2 separate regions of the Hordeum vulgare genome follow, and region 2 is linked to region 1. The links are chromatin contacts, called in public Hi-C maps. All regions are on one chromosome and are shown on one strand. The core of a region is the stretch at or near the end of the contact, and the rest is flanking DNA. Distances in the headings are between cores, read along the strand shown. Region 1 holds the start of LOC123427615. Region 2 holds the start of LOC123427618.

The links. Hi-C and Micro-C count contacts between places; a contact is called where the count stands out from the background.
Region 2: a Hi-C map of seedling shows a contact between it and region 1, with 3 times the contacts expected there. The contact joins the promoter of LOC123427618 here to the promoter of LOC123427615 in region 1. A contact is called at or near these places in 2 of 6 Hi-C or Micro-C datasets (leaf and seedling) and 1 of 1 datasets of contacts at active chromatin or transcription factors (embryo).

Annotation. Positions count from the first base shown.
Region 1 is chr2H:600,998,159-601,004,687 of MorexV3_pseudomolecules_assembly, reverse strand. It overlaps LOC123427615, which reads right to left and starts at 3,126. Exons shown (of 1, transcript XM_045111695.1): 1 at 1,444-3,126. The coding sequence starts at 2,959. The coding sequence ends at 1,577. LOC123427616 (a long non-coding RNA gene) reads right to left here and starts at 3,378. Exons shown (of 2, transcript XR_006622415.1): 1 at 3,120-3,378; 2 at 681-879. It overlaps LOC123430716, which reads right to left and starts at 5,648. Exons shown (of 1, transcript XM_045114563.1): 1 at 5,370-5,648. The coding sequence starts at 5,648. The coding sequence ends at 5,370.
Region 2 is chr2H:601,387,197-601,393,725 of MorexV3_pseudomolecules_assembly, reverse strand. It overlaps LOC123427618, which reads right to left and starts at 3,172. Exons shown (of 5, transcript XM_045111697.1): 1 at 2,923-3,172; 2 at 1,762-1,814; 3 at 1,550-1,654; 4 at 8-157. The coding sequence starts at 1,764.

The sequences.
Region 1 (6,529 bases), core at 1,877-4,376:
ACATCACGAGGTGTTGTAGTTTACATCTCTGAAAAACGAAGATGTAATTCTTTTATATCTACATCATCTATTGAGGCGATGTTTTAGGCCTTTGGAGATGCAAAAAATAGTTATTTTCACATATGCATCTTCAATTTGAAGATGCTTTCATCAAGTTTGCTAAGTGGGATCCCACTTGTGCTCAGTTAATTTTGTGTACGGAATGCCCGATTACCTCCACCAAACGTAGTGGGATCAAGTGGGTTAAAGGTGGGACGGCCATGTATATACTCCCGCCTGCAGCCAGACTGAGCCATGCCCTTCAGTTTTTCTACATTGGATTGGATGCTTTTACTACGAGAGCTGGCGATTCTGTCGATATTTGCTTAGTTGAAGGAAAATTGTTTTGACGGGATCCAAGATAAAATTACCTGGGGTTGGTGTGGTCAGAACCAAGGAACAAACTGAACTACTGACCTGATTGGAACATAGTCGCATATGCATGCGTAGTCAGCAGTGCAAGCTTACATATACTTCATTCGGGTTCTTTAGATCAGATGGCTTAGGGTGCTAGAGAAGTAAAAATTCAGGGGAAGAGATAGTCCGGTTGTCAAAACTCAAAACAACCAGTAACCTTGACGGCGTTGCTTTGTTTTACCCACTCTGCTATATGCAACAAGGCTTGAAAATACAGTAAGACATAGCAAGAATACTGTGCTTGAGAGGCGATTTTATTCAGCATCAACAGTATTTTCAGACAACTCGGTACACCCATTTCATCAGTTTGTTCTTTCTTCTTCCTACTCTTCACCAGACTGGTCTGGCAAATCCAGCTTCTTCTGTCATAGTACATCATTTGCATCCCTTTTTTTTCCGTAGATTTGCATCCTTGTTGACGACCTGACGGAAGTGAAACAGATGATCAATTAGTATAACAATTAACTGAAGCATTAAGACTGTTGACAACTTACATGCTTTTAGCCTTACAGATGGATAAAAACAACCTCTACTAGTGTCAACCGAAGACGACCAAAAAGAAAGCTTCAGTTGCTGGGTATATTTCTTTGTGCAACATCTGCAGACTAATACAGTGATCATTTCTACTAGATGTTCTCTTTGGCTTATTTTTTAAGTGTACTTACATGTTGTAGCCTCAACTTGCAGGCATCACCGATCCAAGTTTGGTTGTGTTAGCCAGATTGGGCTAGCACTGTGCTTGTGTTAGATCATGGCATGCCAACTCAGGTCATATTTTGGCCAATTCACAGCCAAACAACCAGCAGACAAAGACTGTTCCATAGTTGCCATGTCAAAGTTAAACACATTGCTCAAATCAATAATGAGATATACAATATATATAATTCACGATATCGATGAAATTACAGTGAGGCACTGATAAACACATGGCAGTTGTAGTTACTCGTGAACAATTTTCCACAGCACAATTCCACACGAAAAACAACATCACAGAAACTTTAAGTTCTACTGAACTATAAATAGAACGGTCGGAATGAAAACAGGAGGAATTTACACATGTTATCCCAGTGCATTATTCTGCGTTGATTCCAGCACCCACGATCTATTGGGAATCATACCATTAAATCCTACATGATGTATGTACATGTTCTTTGGAAATTGTCTGACTTAATCTGCCCTCATCTTGCCTCAAATACCCAACCACCTCGTACAACACAGGCTTGTTATACGTGCAAGGACTAACCTTCCCCCAGCTGCAGAGGAATCCACTACACCAGCTACTACTACAGCGATGCATCGGAAACCTGCAGATGCCCCTGACAGGCTCCATTTCCTTGCCTTTGAGATCGACCAACGCCTTTTCCTTACTCTTGAGATCAATGGTGAAGAAAGTACCGCCTTGCTCGACGAGCATGGCACCTCTCGTCTCCGCGAAGAAGACAAGGTTTATTTTATCACCGCTTCCTAGATTTATCAGGTCAGAGCGCAACCACCCTCCTGCACCGGCCTCGCCGCCATGATCATTGTCTTGCTTGGCCCAAAGCTCTAGCACACCATCTTCTCGTATGATCACAAAAGAAAGCTTTCTTTCTCGGGTGACACATGGAAACGGCACTCGCCGCCGCTGCTCGCCCTCGTGGACGTTGATGGGGATCTTGGTCAGAGAGACATGTGCCGTGGCGACATTCACATTGAGTGTGTAGAAGCTTCTCTGGTCTGTGAACAGCCAGTGCACGGTGCCGCAGGTGACGACGCCGGCACACGGTCCACACCTCACGAGGTGTGAAACCTGGTGGCACTCGATGGGTGTGCTCCAAGTGTCCGTGGCAGAGGAGTAGGTATAGACATACATGACTCTGTTGGCGGCTGAGTAAGTCAAGACGACTTGAAACGACGGTTGCCGTCGTTGCTGATCCAAATCATCAATGGCACGGTGGTCCTCATCGGTGAGAAGAGCAAACCCAGTTAGGCGGTGCCCGATGATGAATTCACGGTTTGCAGGCGGTGGGAGCAGATGCCTACCCTGCTTATCGATCAGAGGGCGGCAGACCGCAAGATGGAGCTTCTCACGTGGTTGGCTGTCGATCGGGATAGGCAGCAAGGTACCCACGAGGAGAAGGCCACGGCGCGATGCCAGTGGCATTGCAAAGTTGAAGAGCCCATCGTTGTTGGAGACGAAAGAGTCGAAGGTAAGATGGGCGCCGCCGGCCTGAAGGCTCAAGAATTGGGGAGGACTGTCGGGTATCCTTGCCAGGGGCTGAATCGCGCTGGGCGGTACCACGTTCTGGTAGAAGATGCCGACGAGGACCGAGGGGCGGGGCGCTGTCTCCGGCCAGAGGCCGACGCGTCGGAGGAAGACCGGGTCGGTGATGAGGCAGAGCCACTGCTTGCACGTGGCTGCGCAGCGGAGGAGGTCCTGGACGCCCGGCAAGCGCTCGAAGACGAGGAGGAGGAGGTCGTCCAGGAGTTCGCCGGCGGCGTCCACGCGTGCGGCCTTGGCCATCCGAGGTCACTTGCACCCAGGACCTCCTCCGCTGGAGGGGTCTGGCGGCGCGACACCTCGGCACGGCGGGGGACGAGGTCGTCGCGGGGGGTGGTCAACGCCGCGGCGGAAGGTGGGAGCGGCGGATCTGATATGGAGGAGGAGATGGGTGGCGGCGAACCTGGGTCGGTTATGAGCGCGGCCGGAGTTGGTAGGAGCTGCTCGGGGATGGGGAGAGGGAGGAAGGGCGCGGCGGCGGCGATCGGCCTTGGATGCCTCGGGGTCGTCGGGTCTCGATGGAGTAGGTGGCGAGATGGATGGGGGTTGGGGGCACGGAGCCGAACCCTACAAGGGTGTGTTTGCTAGCCTGCAAAGGGTGTACCACTGCACCAGCAGTTTGCTTTTCGATCCATTTTTATCTGTTTGCAGGATCGGTTTTAAAATTTTACGGGCCCGGGGCAAAAAAGAAAAAAAGACAAGGCCTTTTTATTAGCATACTAAATAAATTATTTGGGCATTGCAATGACGATACTAATTATCTTGCAAAATATGGCCTCAGTAAAACGTGGGTCAGCTAGGCGGTTTTAAGAAAAAAATGTGAAAAAACCAAATATAAAAGATAAAATGAAAATAAGGAGGAGGCATAAGGAGGTTGGACTAAGGACAAATTTAAAACCGGACATTTCATTCTTTATAAATAGTAGAGATGTTAATAAGTTAATACTCCATTCGTTCCGAAATATAAGACCTTTTAGAATTTTGATTATAGACTACATACGAAATAAAATGAGTGAATCTACACTCTAAAATATGACTACATACATCCGTATGTAGTATATAGTGAAATCTCTAAAAGGTCTTATATTTAGAAACGGAGGGAGTAATACATTGAAAAGGTTCAAGTGTTTTTTTATAAAATCAATGAAAAAATATCAAAGATGGTAGAGAGATAAACAAAACCAAGAGAGACCATAGAAAGGTTAGACGAAGGACAAACATAACACATAACCTTCATTCTTTTTACATATAGAGATGGATGAAATGATAAGTACATCAAATGTTTTCTTGATATATGAAATGTTACAAAACCCATTTGTAGTATTACCTTAGAACTTTCTTTAAACATTCTGCAATGTCAACATTGACTTCTATATGGTCATCATCTCTTGATTTGCCTTAGTTTGCTCATCCACAACTATCTCTATGATGCTATCAACTCATCTAATCTTTTTTTCATCGCTTTTTTTCTCGCCACAGGATATATCAGATCTAAAATTTTAAAGAGACAAGTACTAATTAAAAACTTAACACAAGGTCGTATGGCAAAATTATAAGAAAGAACATAAGACAAAATCACTAAGACATAGGGGCTGTTTGGTTTCCAGCCTAAGGTTGCCACGCCTAACCATAGTCATGCCACAATACCTTAGGCATGCGTTTGGTTCATTGCCACACTTGTGGCTTGTCACATTTTTCTAGTTATATGGTTCACATATCATACACTTAATTTTTTGCCAAATCTTATCACACTTGTGGTGTTCATTTTATTAGCCATACTTTTTATGGCAGCCACACTTTACCTAAGATTAATTGTGACAAAGTTAATCATGAACCAAACAGGCCTATAATAGGCTACCTTATTTGAAATCAACGATTGTGTGGATGGCCAGGACCGAGATACCATGTGAACGATAGGCATTCTGCTTCCGCTGGTGGCCGCGGCCAGCGCTCGGCGCTCGGTGGCTCAGGCGACTTTACAAATCGTGATTAGTGGAGATAGAGATGAGGGACCCAAGGCAATTCACACGCAAACCTAGATCCATTGGAGGGTTATAAAGTACGTGTATAGGATGCCAAAGCACATATTTTTGCGATTTCAGTTAGCCCAGTTTGCATTTTTTTTCCGCCTCACCCAGCAAGGCCCAGATTACTTAGCGTACCTAAACTTGGTTAGGTAGGAGAGGGCCCCATGATATTGGAGGCCCGGGGCGGCCGCCCCCCGCCCCCTAGGGCCGGCCCTGTCTGTTTGGATGTTGTATGAGCTCTATTTAGCATGATTCATCTAATGCAAAAAGGCCCTATAGCATGGCTTCCGAGCGAACGGACGATCAGGTGTTCGCTGCTCAGCGTGGCTCCTAAGACCCATCCCACCTGTTCCTCCTCGACCTACCAGTCCCGAACGATCTCTCCACCCCCACGAAAAGTTGATCCAATCCCAACCTCTCGTCCCTCTCCTTGTTCCCGCGACGCGCCGTCACACCTGTTCCCGCGACGCGGCGCTGTTATGCTTGCCCTCTCGTCGTTCGCCTCGCCTGTTCCCATGACGCGCCGCCGCCCTGTTCGGCGCTTCTGCGCGCGCTCCGGGAATGGAGGCTGACAGAGCTACAGCTGCTGCTGCTAGTGCGCGCAAGAGCCCCCAACAAGTTGGGCTTCAGGAGGAGGAGGATGGGGGTAGGGCGGGGTTGGCGTGGCGGGCTAGGAGGTCATCGTAGTGGTCGCGGCGGCCGACAACCTGGCTGATCTTGGGGTCCGAGGAGAGCTGGGAATTGAAGCGGTCAAAGGTCCACAAGCCGTAGGGGCGGAGCGGGAGCGCCCAGGCTGCCTTGGTGCGCTCGCACCGCTCCTTCATCAGGTAGACGTGCGCCCGCTGCTCCGGGTCCTCCATCAGCCAGAGGATTAGTTTCTTCGTGAACTCCATGATGAATCCCATGTCGGACAAGGTTGACATAGATGTAGCTGCTGCTGCTACTGCGCGCGAGAGCCCCCAAGAGTTGGGCTCCTGCCGCCACTACCGGAGCCGACCCTCCGACCGGCGCCCAACCCCAAGTGACAACCGGCCGATACTCCGACGGGCGGGAGGCCCCAATGAGCATTGCTGCAATAAATTCAGTTTGGTTAGGCACCACCGGAGGCTGCTGCTTCAGATTCGTCACTTTCAGTTTGATAGTGTGTTGATAAATTCATTGCTCGAATTGTGTTGAACTTAATTTATCATTGCTCAGATTGTGTTTGGACGGTTATGCTTTATTACTCGCATTATCGGTGGAGTGTTGAATTGTTGTTCGGTTATTGTGAATGCCATAAAAAATAAATTTGGCATCATACCTCAAAAACAGCCATATCGGCTACCAAACACAGTCTCAGTCCAACATGTATGTTCAGGTGCAAACTACCAAACAAATTCTCACCTCAGCATGTATCAACACATACATTACTACCAAACAACAACAAATGCATCTACTTAGCATGTTTACATAGACCATGTCTTAGATGGGAACAACCATGCTAAGTAGGGAATGCAACCAAAAACATTGTATCATGCACAAGTGAAGTCACATATGTACAATAAGCTCTGTTATAAAATGAACAAGGGATGTCAGGGGCTAGCACTGGCCATGAATAGTAGACTGAGTACTGTTCACGAATTCCTACATACGATCACTGTTCACAAACCCATGCGTTAGATCATGGTTTAAGAAAATCTAGGGAAAGGATGTCAGGGTACTGTAGCTTTCTCTGACTTCCTTCCCAATGTCAGAGGACCTGAATTCGGGGGGGGGGGCACAGGAGCCGGGGGAGACTCAATTACAT
Region 2 (6,529 bases), core at 1,923-4,422, 390 kb before region 1:
AACATACATGTTGAGATTTTTCCCCTGAAATCCGCCGGTCCTCATTTTTTCTCTTGTTTGGAGTCACAACGCTATCATTCGTATCTTGAGATTCGAGGTAGTGGTGAACCTCTCTGAGAGAACGAAATTCATAGCTATTTGTAGGATCAATGTAGAACTGTATAGATCAAATGATTAGATTACTACAACAGTACAACTACAAAACAGAGCGTTAAGTAGACAATAAACAGAATGATGTCAAAGTCAAACATAAATTGGTCATACCATTAGGAGGGAAACTAGAGCCTAGAAGCTGTCCTAAGAAAACGACTCAAGTAGTTATTTCCAATTATTTGTTGTCTACATAGAACTGAACCACTAACAACTCATTAGGCATTCATTTGGTCAAAATGGCATGTATCTTCGTGTGTTAGGAATGAGGTTGCTTTCAATTCATTGTTCATTGTCATACCATGACAAGAACATGGTTTATCACATTTGATTAAATTTGGTTCAATGAAATTTTGTGTCAAAGTCGATTAAAAATATTCAATATTCACCGCATTACTCATACATACAGTTGGCAAACAACAATTCAATATGCATGTAGATCACCAGAATATTTTATCAAAATAAACTGACAAGAAGAATGCTAATGAAAAAGTAAAGTTTTTTTTCCCAGTATGAAAAGGGAACGGTCAATGCTAGTCTAAGCTATACTAAAGAAAACTGCACAAATCCAACTGCAAATGAGGAGTTCTTGTTTTAATACCAAATCATTACCAAGTACCAACACTTGTTTTTTAGGATCTTTGTAGCTTTTGTTTTGTGGAAACAAGACTGCAAGAGGCATCAGAAAGGAAACATAAACGCACCGAGTAGAATAATTCGAGTAAATTCCACTTTGACCACCCCCCGTAGTCACCACAAGAGGCATCAGAAAGGAAACATAAACGCACCAAGTTGAATGGTTCGAGTAAATTCCACTTTGACCAACCCCCGTAGTCACCACTTTGTGGCAGCATTTACCCTATTTAAAAAAACCTTACCACATGTAACTCCTTACTTGTGATCTTGTAATTACCCCATTTTTATTTATTTTACTCAAACTGACAAGGTGAACCCATGTGTCAGGATGATGTGGCAGCTGACTAGTCAGAAACTCGGGCATGTATGTTCCACAGGGGTATACAATGTGGTGAGGGAGCAGCACGGTGCAGCTAGTTGAAACCTATTCGCCAAAGTGGACACAATTCCATAGTGCTTAGCTTAATTTGATGAAATTTGAGAGATTTGACATAATTTGATGCGATCCTAATGAGTTTGTGTCCTAGTTGTCTGTCCACACAGCTATTATGCCATCCTAACAAGTGGATCTAACTTATCCGCTTGGTAAAATAGTAAAATAGAGTAAAAGTTGTCGCAATATCACAAATAAGTGGTAGCAGGATTTTAAGTTTTTAACAGGGTAAAAGCTTTTACAATTTCACGAGTTCACGACTAGCTAGTAAAAACTGGAATTTACTACTCGAAATATTTCCACAATTTAACCAAGGGAAACATACTGCACCTTGTCCCTCCTGACCCTAGATCCAGGCCGAGTCTTTCTAGGCCTGTACTCTATCAGCCAGCCATCAGGTAACTCCTCTCCGGCAGGCTCTCTTTTGGTATCAACCTAAGCAGGTAAGCAAGAAGTAGGAGTTAAGCAACCTTGCGAAATATTACTAATAGTTACTGTATTTATATCCTAAAAAGGAAATTAATAATTTGAGGTTTCCATACCATGATCCCGTGTGGGCAGTGCAGGACACGGTATCCTGTCAGGCTAAAAGATCCTAAATCATGCAAGGAAATGGTAAGCATCTGGATGAAGCACATCAACACATGGAGCTGCCATAACATGCAGTCAAGCATTCATGTACTTTGCTGAAATAACAACAAATAAGCTGCCAGTCTGAAGCCGTCTGTGGGGAAAGCTGATGGGACAAGGCTTTTATGGGGGCACTAAAGAAAATGTCTTTTGCAGTGCATGAACTGAACCTGTTCAAATCCACTCCTGAACCAGATACCTCAGTTGAGCTACTAACAGAACTTGCTAATCCCAGGTCCTTGATAAAAGGATGTAGCCACACAAACTCAAGAGTGCAGCAGCTAAAAGGGTTGTAGTAGTATCCTTGTTTTAACCAGGAGCACTAGTCGTATTTTCTACTAAGATGCTGATGACTATGGTGATCTGTGGATTGCGCCCCATGTCCCAAGTCCAATTGCTGCTACCTCTGTTGAATAAAATCTCTCTTTGTTTCGCGAAGAAAGAAGAATAAAATCCATTTTTGACCACACACACGCACATGCACCGGAGATAGCACAAGCCTCAAGCTCAGCAAAGCTAACCGATCTAGGAACTCTTGCTGGGGAGATTAGCAAGCAGCTCAAGGTCCCGGCACAAAGCGCTGACCACGAGAAAATCATGAAGAGAGGGAAGGGGGGAGCAAAGAGCTGAGCGATACCAGTAGTACTAGTTATCTTATTCTACTTTGCACTGGAAAGGATGGCGTTTCTGTCTCTGGATTCTTTAACGAGGGGAGACGCAAACGATTTACTGATCGTAATCACACGGAAACCACGAGGGTGTCGCAGCAGGGTCCCGGAATCCAGATCCAAAACCTCACGCAAATCACCACGAGTAGTATTTAATTCTACCAAGCCAAGCAGCACGGCAGCAAGCGCAGAAAACCTCGGCGTGTTGGCATGCTGCTACCTGGAACAACAAGAACACGCGCATGCTCTTGGCACGCAATCGTAGCCGGAACGCTGGCCTCCCCGTAGAGCACGGGGGATCCATCGAGGAAAGAGAAAATCAGCAAGGAAAAGAAGAAGAAGGAGCGAATCCGGCAAAAAACGAGGAGGAGGCCGAGCAGAGCAGAGCAGAGCAGGAGCACTGACCTTATCACCGGCCAAGGCTACGGTGAGGCGGCCATGGATGGGGTCCGCGCACGCAGAGGCCAGGTGGTCGGGGAGAGGAGAAGGGGGAGAGCCTGGACCGGGAGGGAAGAATGACAGCGGGAGGAGGAAGACCAGGAGCACGACGCACTGGGAGTCGGGAGGAGTAGGAGCCGGAGGAGGACAGCAAAGGAGGCGCCCCCCTGCCCTTTGTTTCTTTGTTTGTTTTACCGGCCCGATCTGACAGATGCCGCGCGCGGGAGGCTCTCCTCCCCGTCGTCTCGTGATTCCGTGAGGTGAAGGCGACGCTCGCTCATGCGTGGACTGTGACAGTGTCGCCCAACTGTCCGCTCTCTCGGGCTGCTCGGTGTGGGTGTGGGTGTGGGTGTGGATAATGATGGCGTCCATCCTCGCGCTCGCGCCACGGCCGCTACTGGACAAGGCGCGGGAAGGGAAGGGAAGTCGTCGTGTGACCTGTGATGGCTGATGGAATGGAATGGAGGTGATGGAGGTGGAGCCATTTCTTCCTTTCTTCGCTCCCCTGCTCACTCGCTGTCCTTCATTTGATTGTTGACTTGCTGGCCGGGCGGTTTTTACTGCCCGCGTAAACGAGGCATGTGTCGACACACAAGGTGTCCTTTTCTTTCTTTTTTGGCGGGAATTTCTTGTGCTTCTAGCTGCATGGGTGCATGGCATGGCTTCACTGTTGGCATTTACTAAGAATTAGTGGTAGTATGCATCATCCTCTCCTCTGCTTTCCTTTAACAATGCAGGTCTAAGGCGTCTAGGCGGTCTAGCTGACCGACTGGCCGGAGCGAGCTTTGTCGTGCCTGCGCGTGAGCCGTGGCCGGCCTCCGATGCCCACACAATTATTGGCGTCTCTGAACCCTCGCAAGACATCGAGGTGGCGCCTGCATTCTGCATCCATCCATGAGCGCGGATGACAAAGGATCACCGTCATCACCATCATCATCATCATCGTCACACGAATCACTAAATCTGGCCAGACGAATGAGATCCTTGACTCGGAGCCACCGAAAGGATCCGAGAGAGAGATAAGATGGGCAGCAGCAGGAAGGAATCCTATTCCCTCGCCTCACCCGTAACGTAATCCAAGCTAGCTACTAGCTGCATCGATCACAGCATTCAGATACAGTGATACGGCTGATGCATGAGAGATCACGTAATTAGCAGCAGCGTGTTTACGCTTTGAATTAGCACTGGCACTGAGCCAGGCCACGGCCAGGGCCACGTGCTACCACGCCTTTTCCCTGTTGTGCGTCGAGCCGAGCGCCTCAAGAGACGTGGGCTGGACCGCGCGCTAGGCCGGTTGCTGCTGCAGCTGCAGCTGCAGATTCAAGGGGCAGAAGAAATATACAGCACGAAGATCCGGTTATGAAAAACTGCATGCATGCAGCGTCTCCCACCCAAACCCCGATCCCCCTGCTCGTCTCGGTGAATGAATAGCCAGGACGGGCACGGCGCCGTACCTCTCTGGCTGCAGTCGAGTCGACGGTGTCCTCTCCTCGTCCGTCCCAGCCTACGCATTCATGTCGGCGACGAGATTCACGGCGCCGTCGACGGGCGACATGTCATGTCAGGGGGAGGAGCGATTAGGAATGGCAGCAAGACCAAGGAATGGACGCAGACTGGCCTCTTCTGACGAGTGATGCATGGAGCTGATTCTATTCTAATCTCACGCACTGCAAGGGGGCGCCGCTCGCGAGTGCCGCGTCTCCGCTTCCCTCGCCTCTTCCAACGCCAGATCTGTTGACTGTTTCGAATTACACACTGCCTTCTTTTCTCTCTCAAGACAAGGCTTATATATATTCACCTCTTCTTTTTTGAGAAATGGATTATATTTACTGCCCTTTTTTTTTAGAAACACATTTACTGCCTTTTATTGAGAGAGAGAGAGAGAGAGAACGTTTAACTTGCCTGAATTGCCCATGAGGCCTAATGGCTCATACTGCATGCCTGCTACCTGGCCCATGAGGCCCAGTGATTCACAGGTCAGAAATCAGCTCAATATTTTACATCTGCTTCGAAACTGTTTCTAAAAAATGGTTCGAAAATCCCGTTCAAAGGCAAGCTCCATGGAGGTCAGTTTTGAAATATTTCAAAATCCATATTTTTACATTTCAATTAATTTTGAGATAACGTATAGATATGCATGGAGACATAATGCACAAGTGCGTAAATTTTTAGAACGAAATACGTTGAAATTAGGGTTATGCAAAAAAAAAAAACTTTTTAACGCATGATAATATGCATCCTACCAGGCTATGAATTTATCTTTTCTGTCTAGATCATATTTCAAAGTATTTCATCCTGAATTTTTACACACATACACATAACATCCTTGTTTACTTGTATAATACTATTATTTATTTAGATTTTTCTAAAACTGAAAAGTTTGAATTTTGATTTTTTTTCAAATAATTCAGCCTCCACCAAGAGCCAAATCGCCACACTCCATCTGGTTCATAAATAAAAGTATATAGCAGGAGAGGGTCGTCACTTTTTTGAGCATACGACATGAGTGATTCAAATTTTACTATGAGAAGAGAGCTTAGGACATCTCCAAAGCTAGTCACTATTTCCCTTCTCCAAATATATTTTTTATTTGAACTGTGTTCATTGACAAGATATCAGAGCTTGCCATCTAACACTGCCCGCATACATTTTAACAACTAATTGAACTAACAAGAAAAAAATTCATGCCAACACGACGTATTTTCAAATAAATCATAAGAGATTCATGAAAAAGTGACGGGTTTCATATAAACATGACGAAATTCATTACATTTCGGACACACTTCAACTAAAAGCGGAACTCATTCAATTCCGCCTGACGCTGGCGATACCATCAGTGGTCGAGGCGGATCTCGCGGGCAGAGTGGTAGGACTCGAGGAGTGTCACCTCCCTGGCCACGTCTACGTCTCGCACAATCGCCTTGCCATCGTCGAGGTGTTGTTCCGTTTGCCGATGCTCCTCAAGGGCTAAAGGTTGTAGGCCGCGTCGGCCAGCGCCTCCTAGAACTGCACCACACCCATAAAATGGGTATGAGCCTCGCCGATGCTGAGGGTGCAATGCACCGGCGAGCGTGGCGACGGCTAGTCATCGGATGTGTCCTCCATTGGGACATCATCGGCCATTGGCTACATGCCAGCCTGTCAACCGTCAGTAATGGTATCCATCTCCTTCTTCCGTTCCAGCGTGAGCCCATCCCATAGAGCTCTAGAACGCGAGGAGGCCATGTTTGGAATGGTGCGGAGAGGAGAAAGAGACTGGAGGAGGAGGAGTGCCAAATATGACCGAGGCTGGAGTTTATATAGCAGGGCTGAATGGGTACGATGGGTGTCAAAGGGACGAACTGGTGGCCTCAGAGTAAGTTCCTCCGCAACTATGTGTCATTAATGTGTGCGACAGAGGGACGGGCAGGTCGTTTGAACGTGAGGTACACAAAAGCTCAATAATAGGCACACTTGTCCTTTTGGTCATTGGGTAAGAGACATGCCAGTTCACGTCAATTGCGAATCAAGGAGGTTCAACTTTGGTGGCAAACAATTCAAGTGACTTGTCTTCCGATTGGGCAAATTTTTTCTT